2 separate regions of the Zea mays genome follow, and region 2 is linked to region 1. The links are chromatin contacts, called in public Hi-C maps. All regions are on one chromosome and are shown on one strand. Each heading gives the region's core, a stretch centred on a gene start, on an enhancer-like site or on the middle of the called end of the contact. The rest is flanking DNA. Distances are from core to core; before and after follow the strand shown. Region 1 holds the start of LOC100384137. Region 2 holds the start of LOC100274910.

Evidence for each region. Hi-C and Micro-C count contacts between places; a contact is called where the count stands out from the background.
Region 2: a contact with region 1 is called in a Hi-C map of leaf, with 7 times the contacts expected there. The contact joins the promoter of LOC100274910 here to the promoter of LOC100384137 in region 1. A contact is called at or near these places in 2 of 25 Hi-C or Micro-C datasets (ear and leaf).

What each region holds. Positions count from the first base shown.
Region 1 is chr3:22,683,515-22,687,037 of Zm-B73-REFERENCE-NAM-5.0, reverse strand. It overlaps LOC100384137, which reads right to left and starts at 1,585. Exons shown (of 1, transcript XM_020550673.2): 1 at 921-1,585. The coding sequence starts at 1,430. The coding sequence ends at 921.
Region 2 is chr3:22,999,085-23,002,765 of Zm-B73-REFERENCE-NAM-5.0, reverse strand. LOC100274910 reads right to left here and starts at 2,141. Exons shown (of 1, transcript NM_001149162.2): 1 at 1,145-2,141. The coding sequence starts at 2,004. The coding sequence ends at 1,552.

The sequences.
Region 1 (3,523 bases), core at 336-2,835:
TATTTCAGTTCTTCTAATTTAGTCATGATTTATATTCGAAATTTAATTTGAAATTTGTCTAATTATTCAACAAGTAGTACCTGAAGAGAATCCAGTTATGGTCATTTTCGGAGAACCCGCGGCCGGAGCCGAAGCCGTTCCAAACAGACCGTGCCGTGCCTGCGTCCATCGGTGCAGCGCCGCAGGCCGCAGCTCGCCCTTGAGAAGGCACGATTCAGACACTCAAATTGGCTTTGTGTGGAAACCTAATATATAAGAAGGGAGGTTAGGCACGTATCTTCGTCTAGTGTGTCGTCGAATCGTCGGCTGGTTATAGGGGAAAAAATAATGACTTGCCAGGGACGAGTTGTACGTGCAGGTGCAGCCTAACAACAGCAACAGATCTATAGATCTTCCAAGCCAAGTTCCTCTGGCTAGGGCCTAGGAGTAGGTACTAGCTAAAGCTAGGCGCGCGCCGCGGGCCAGCTGCGGCATTACTAGACGAATTAATTAAATCTATATTTAATACTTATAATGATATATACAGTATTTGATAATACACGAATTAAACTTATCGGAGAACCAAACACCCCGTGACGGGCGCGCAAGGACTCGGTGCGCAGTCGCCTTCGCAAGCGGCGCGCGTCGCCGTCGGCGTGGGGGGACTGGCTACTGCTCGTGCTGTCAGGCCCGCACGGCGGCACGATGAGGGCGGGTGCCGCGGGTCCTGCGTGCGCGGCGCACGACACCTGGTGCGTACGTACGCTCCCGCCACGCGCGATCTGGACGGGTGGCGCGCGGCCGGTCAAGATCTGATCCCCCGCACTCGCGAGGCCGTCCTAGAGTACACAGTGGCGGCGATCCAGTACCACAGTGTTTGCCTAGAGAGCACTTGATGGTTTGTCTGTGTAAACGACGGTGTACGATGCCATGTGGAGCGGCTAGGACAACATGCGAAGAACGTTGAGGCCACACGCCAAAGATGAGAAAGAATCTGCCTGTCCGAACGAGAGGACGGGACCCACATGGCGTAGCTGCCCAGCCTGCCCTCCCATGTCTCGTGCCGCAGACGAACAGCACGAGCACGCGAAGTTAAAAGCTTCGTGCACTGGACTCAGCCTTAGGCTGGTGCCAATGGGGCTAGAAGGGAGGCGAGAAGGGCCCTCTACCGCCCCGCGTGAGGCGATAGGCAGGCGAGAGGGAGAGAGAGGGCGACGGCACTCACGCCCGGCGACAGCGGGCGATATCGCCTCGCTCTCGCCCGCGTTGGCGCGCGCGTCTGGGCGAGAGGGAGGCGAGAGGGGGGCGACGCACTGACGGGGCGAGAGTGAGGCGGGCGAGAGTGCGGTGGCGCGACGTGATTGGTCCATGTGTGCCACGTGGACTAGCCGTTTTTTACCGTTTAGAGTCCAAAAAATTCGAAAAAAATTGCAAAAAATCACAAATTTCATTCCCAATCCATCTATAAATATCTCTACCTGTTGGAGGTCATAATTAGATTTATGTAATTTTCTATTAATTGTTATGTAATTTTTTAATTGTCATGTACTTTTCTTTTAATTATTATACACTTTGTAATTTTAAATTCAATAAAAAATATTATGTTGTGTGATTTGTAAGCGTTGAAACAAATCTGTGTGAATTATTTAATCCTGAAATAGAAAAGCTGATGTGGATGTGGGCTGAGGCTATAGCCTGCTATAGCCTGTGCACTGGAGCAGCAGAGGCGAGAGTGGAGGCGAGAGCTGACGTGGCAGGGGCGAGAGAGAGGCTGTGCACTGGACTCAGCCTTATGGCCTGTGGGGGCGGAGAAAGAAGAAAGAAAAGAAGAGAAAGACCCCGCCCTCCGGTCAGGTGTGCCTGTCTCAGTGTCTCGGCGTCCGCCGCGGGTGACGTGGATGTGCACCACGCCCCTCTTGCCGCCTCCGACTACTCCATTCATTCACTACCAGCCACAGCTCGTACATCCTTCACCTGGGAAACTCCGTACTCTTCTCGCCGACGAGTGGAGCCCATTTTTACCGGACCCACGGGACATTGTCTGAAAGCTAGGGCGACACGGTCCAAAAGAAGTACGTACCCTGCTTCCTACGCAGTAGGAGTAGGAGTACCATACTAGCAGAGAAGCCGACGCTGTCACGCGATTCCACGCGGGGCAGGGACCAGGACTGCCTCTCCTGCACTCTTTCCCTGGCGCCGTGGCGCGTACGTACGACTCGTCCGGCCCACAATAAATGCGCCTCGGCGACCGCGTCCCTGTCCCTGCGCCCGGTTCACGTGGACGGTGGACCTCTCTAACTCCACCGACCGGACACCGGAGTGGATCAGCGGCGACACCATCACAGCCAGATGCGAGCAGCCGCAGCAATAAAACCAGTGGGCGCTGTGATTAAGTGCACAAGGTAGAGTATATGGTGCTGTTTGATACAGTTTCAGTTTTAAAAAAATGTGGGGTTAGATGCTCTAGAAAGTAGTGAAGCTAGAATTGTATTTCTTTAGAATCATTTGTTTATTATTTATATTAAAAATGTTGTTCAAACTATTTAAATTAATATTATAAACTAACTACAGTTCTATAATGGATTTAGAACCTAGATGTATCCTAAACACCTAGTGTGCATGCGTTAGGCAGGTACAGCTCCATTTAATACAAGGTTTTTAGACATATCTTATTTTTTTGTTGCTGGACTAAAAAAAACCAAACAATCCTTTAACTTGTTGCTGCAGGTATGCTTACTTTTGGATAAATTAGAACACTAGCAGTAGCACCAGTACTGTGTCAATACATTTGGATCATCCACTTGTGCTCTGTCCCCACTATAGATGTCCAAACGGATCGAACTTGCCAGGCGGTCCGAAACCCGGCACGGCACGTAGTGAACCGGGCCCGTGCTGGTCCAACCCGGTCACCGGGCTGTGCCTAGGCCGAAGGCGTGGCACGACGGACTAGACCCGGCACGGCTCGATTTTATTTTTTTATATTTTTTTCATATAAATACATATATTATACTTAAATATATAGTATAAAACAAGAAACATGTGTTTTTTTAGTTATGTGGTTGTAAATAAATGTTTAAAGCTAATAAATATGGTTTAAACCCTAAAAAATTCATACTTTAAAGATATTTTATTATTTAAATATCATATATTGTTATAAGCCTATTAGACCCGTCGACCTATAAACCGACCTGACATGATTATTAACCTTACGGGCCATGCTTGGACCTGGCTTGGGGCCTGTGGGCCGAGGCCGGCACGGTCCGTTTATAGTCCCCACTCCGCAGAAACACCTGCCCCCCTCCCTCCGGCCCCCACGCGGCCACGCCATGCATGCGTGGACCGCTAAATAAATACGGCTCTGATTACGAGAAATTTATAACTGTTGCTGTCAGCGTTCGCCTGACCTAGACATACCCATTATTTTTCTCTGGTAACCTTTAATATTTCTTCCGCACGTAGTACTTGCCACGCAGCTGGTCCACCGTACGAGCAACAGCGAGCGGAATAGCGGATTACGGACGATGCTAGGGGGCAGAGCGGCAAA
Region 2 (3,681 bases), core at 892-3,391, 320 kb before region 1:
CAGCGCACAGACGACGCAGCTGGCGCTGTGCAGTGCAGTGCATGGCATGCGCGGTCCGGTCCGTCCACACGAACACGACCACACTGAGCTTCCGTTCCCCGTTGCTCTACTGCGCGTCTAATTAAACGCTACGCCATGTGCGTTCAAACCTAGCCCTGCCCCCACTCGCGCTAGGTCCCCGGCCGGTCTCCTGGGTTCACACGCCTAGAGCGTACGTACCCGCGTAGTACCGAAACGGAAGTCGTGAATCTGTGATGCTTCGTACACAGATCGAGATGGTCGGGCTCTAGACTTGATTTGCCAATAATCTTGACGTAGATCGATCGCTCCAACAAGCAACTGATTGCGTGCTTTAGGCTCCATGTCTGGTCAAGAGCTACTATATACTGTATTCGGGGCCACGATGACAATGTGTCATCATATACTTGCTTTGACTTGACCATACAACCAAGGTAATGAATGGTTCTTTCTCAATTATTTACGTACAGCGTCGGAATACATTTGTCCTTCCCTGGTGCTGTCCGATGGTTAGCAATCAAAGTTGGCTCGCCTATCAGTAGCAATATCAACTTGCTTTTTTGTGAAGGGAAATGGAACGGCGGCAGCGGCGCACTCAAAACGTGTGCCTACAAAGTCAACAGCTCGTACAGTAAGCCTTGTACACATGGACGGCCGACGGGTTACGATTCACCAAGTAAAAAATAAATGAAATACTGCATGCGCGAGCGCGACAAAATAAAAAGTCCACAAAATTATCCGCGGATCAGGGGGGGGAGGGGGGGGGGAGTTTTTCCAGCGCTACAAGATAGTAGCAGGTGGGATTGGTAATTGTTGACGATGCTTTTTAGTCCAAAAATATATATGCTGCAAATTTTTATTGGGTACTCATGAAGATGCTATGACAACAGAGGTACTCTTCTTTTTTACGAAACACTATCCTAATTAATTAACCTTCCAAATCGGTAAGAAAAAGAATTACAGTTTGTTCATCACAGAAGAAATGTGCTACAATAATATGTGTGCGAACGGACAGATCCATTCAAGTCCAAAAGCTATGCTATATTAATAGTATATATCATTAATATAATACTGTATACATAAAACTAATAAACATGCCATCGTTAGCAGTCATAGGTTAAAAATAATACATAAAACGCAACGAATAGTTAAACACGTCATTTTTTCGGACGGTACATCAACTGCTCCGATTAAAAGGTATTTTCCTGCAACCAAAGCAACGAACCAGTCTCACCTGTCCACACGGAGCAGCGCACCAAAGAGAGCCACTAAAAAAATTACGATTACATGATGGGGATTCGGATCAGTAATTCACCGAGGGGAAGGTACGCACTGTGTGTGCTGTGCTGTGCCGCCCGCGGACGATTGCGACCACCGTCGGCTCTCGGCTGACATGACATCACCGACTCACCGGGCCAGCCACCTCCCAGCAGCAGCCGAGCTGACGCGCACGCCCAACGGCCCCACGCTACGGCTCTCCTTGGCTGGCGCGGTGCAGGAGGCAGGTGACGATGCGCCGCGCGCTACGCTACGCTACGCCTGGACGCGCGCCGAGCGAGGGGTGGCCGGCGCCTCCGGCTCCGGCTCCGCGTTCAGGTCCAGCCCGGCACGCGGCGACGGGGCGGTAGCGCGGACGACGGCTACAGGCTCGTCGGGCCGCGGCTGCGCCGGCTCCTGCTGCGTGGGGGTCGGGGTCTCAGGCGCCGGCGCGCCAGGGGCCGGGGTCGCGAAGTCCTCCCAGGAGAAGCTGGGCCGCCACGCCGGCGCGCGCGGGGCGGGCCGGGCGCCGGCGCCGCACAGCCGGCGGGAGGCGTCGCGGATGCGCCGCAGGATGGCGTAGAACTCCTCGACCTCGGCGTCCGAGGCCTCGTCGACGGCGACCGGGGCGGCGGCAGCGGCAGCGGCGGCGGCGGCGTCGGCGTCGCCGGTGATGTCGGCGTCGGGGCGCTTGCGCTTGCGCCTGGCGGTGGCCGCGCTCGCGTCCATGGTCTCACGGGCACGGCGTGCTGAGCAGTGCGCGGGGAGGAGCGGGCATAGCAAGTGTTTGGTGGCTTAGAGGAGTGTTTTCGAAGAAAAGAAAAAGGACCGCTGGTTTATAAGGCGGAAAGAGCAATTATGCGGAAATATGTTCTTTTTCTTTGAAACTTCTCCGGGCGATGGAGTGGTCTTCTTTTTATACGATGGGCCAATTGTTTATGCACACTGTTATATAGTTCTAGCTAACACTACGGTCTAAAAAAGAATAGTTGTCGACAGAGGTAGCATAAGTGAGAATTGGAGATGGGTAGCATGAAGAAATTACCCCATTAAAGATACTCCCTCCGTTTCTTTTTATTTGTCGCTGCATAGTGCAATTTTGCACTATCCAGCGACAAATAAAAAGAAACGGAGGGAGTATCTATTAGTCCATTAAGGGTTTGTTTGGGATCAAAGGTAATGGAGTGGATTGAGGGGGCTAAAATCCCTCACTACTTAATTTTGAATAGTGAGGGATTATAGCCCCCTCAATTCCCTCCATTACCCTTTGTCCCAAACAAGCCCTAAAGGTTTGCACCACCAGACGATGCACGTAGTAGTTTAGCGCCTCCACGAACCGCTTCATCATCGTCGCGACGTTGTGCCACGACTCTATTTTGTAACCACCACCACCACTTTGGGTGATAGGCCCCACATCGCACATAGGAACGTGTCCGCGCACGACATCGACGGGACACACTGGTCTCTAGGCTCAGGTGTCGTTGATAACTGTCGATGTCGTTGCTCTGTTGGTGGCAGCCATCCTTGCCAGAGTCGTCAGGGGAGGCTAGGAGGTAGTGCAGCTATAGACTGGAGGTCATAAGCTCATGGCCCGCACCTCACATGTCTTCACTTGGAGCTACTCCATGTCCAGCGCCTCCAACCGGGATACGACTAGGTTAAACTAGAAGGGCACGTCTAGTCGCTCCGCCTCCATGGTCAACACCATGGCTATGTGCGTGAGCACGTCCCTATACTCGTGCATGGTTAAATCCACCAAATAAATTGCACTTAGGCTTAACAGACCATCAAAACCAATGGTTCAGATCGTTGGATAACTCACTCTCCCTTACTCACATAAATCCAATGGACAATATTATTTGCATTATCCCTTATCTTTCAACCCTTCCCTCCCCCTTGCCCTCACTAGCATATAGCTTGTGTGTCACACCCGGTTTCAGAAGTCAAACCGAATGTGAACTATGTACGTGGAAGGATAAGAACTCACATACACAACGATTACATAGATAAAATACCATTGCACAATGCTCTAATAATAACATAAAGGGTATTAGACTTACAAGAAACAGATGTCGAAGACACCAACATATTCATTGACTTCACAATTATCAAAGTGCTAAAACGGAACGTAGCTAAGATAAAGGACTTCCATTGGTAATTGACTCGGGGATTACACTTATCGAGGAAATGATCCCTGGTCTCTAGGACCTGCCAGTTAGATAGTGCAATGAGGAAAGAGCCCTTGATCGTTGGGGTCGTTGGTCAGTTGAGAGAGGTGGATACGTCAACCCTGAAAGAGTCCACCCCCGGTCGAACCTCGCGCCATCGAGCCCAAGGTCGGGCGTGACGGAACTAGATGGGAGGGGACGAGCTTGTCGAAAGGGAATCACTCGAGTGGATCACGCG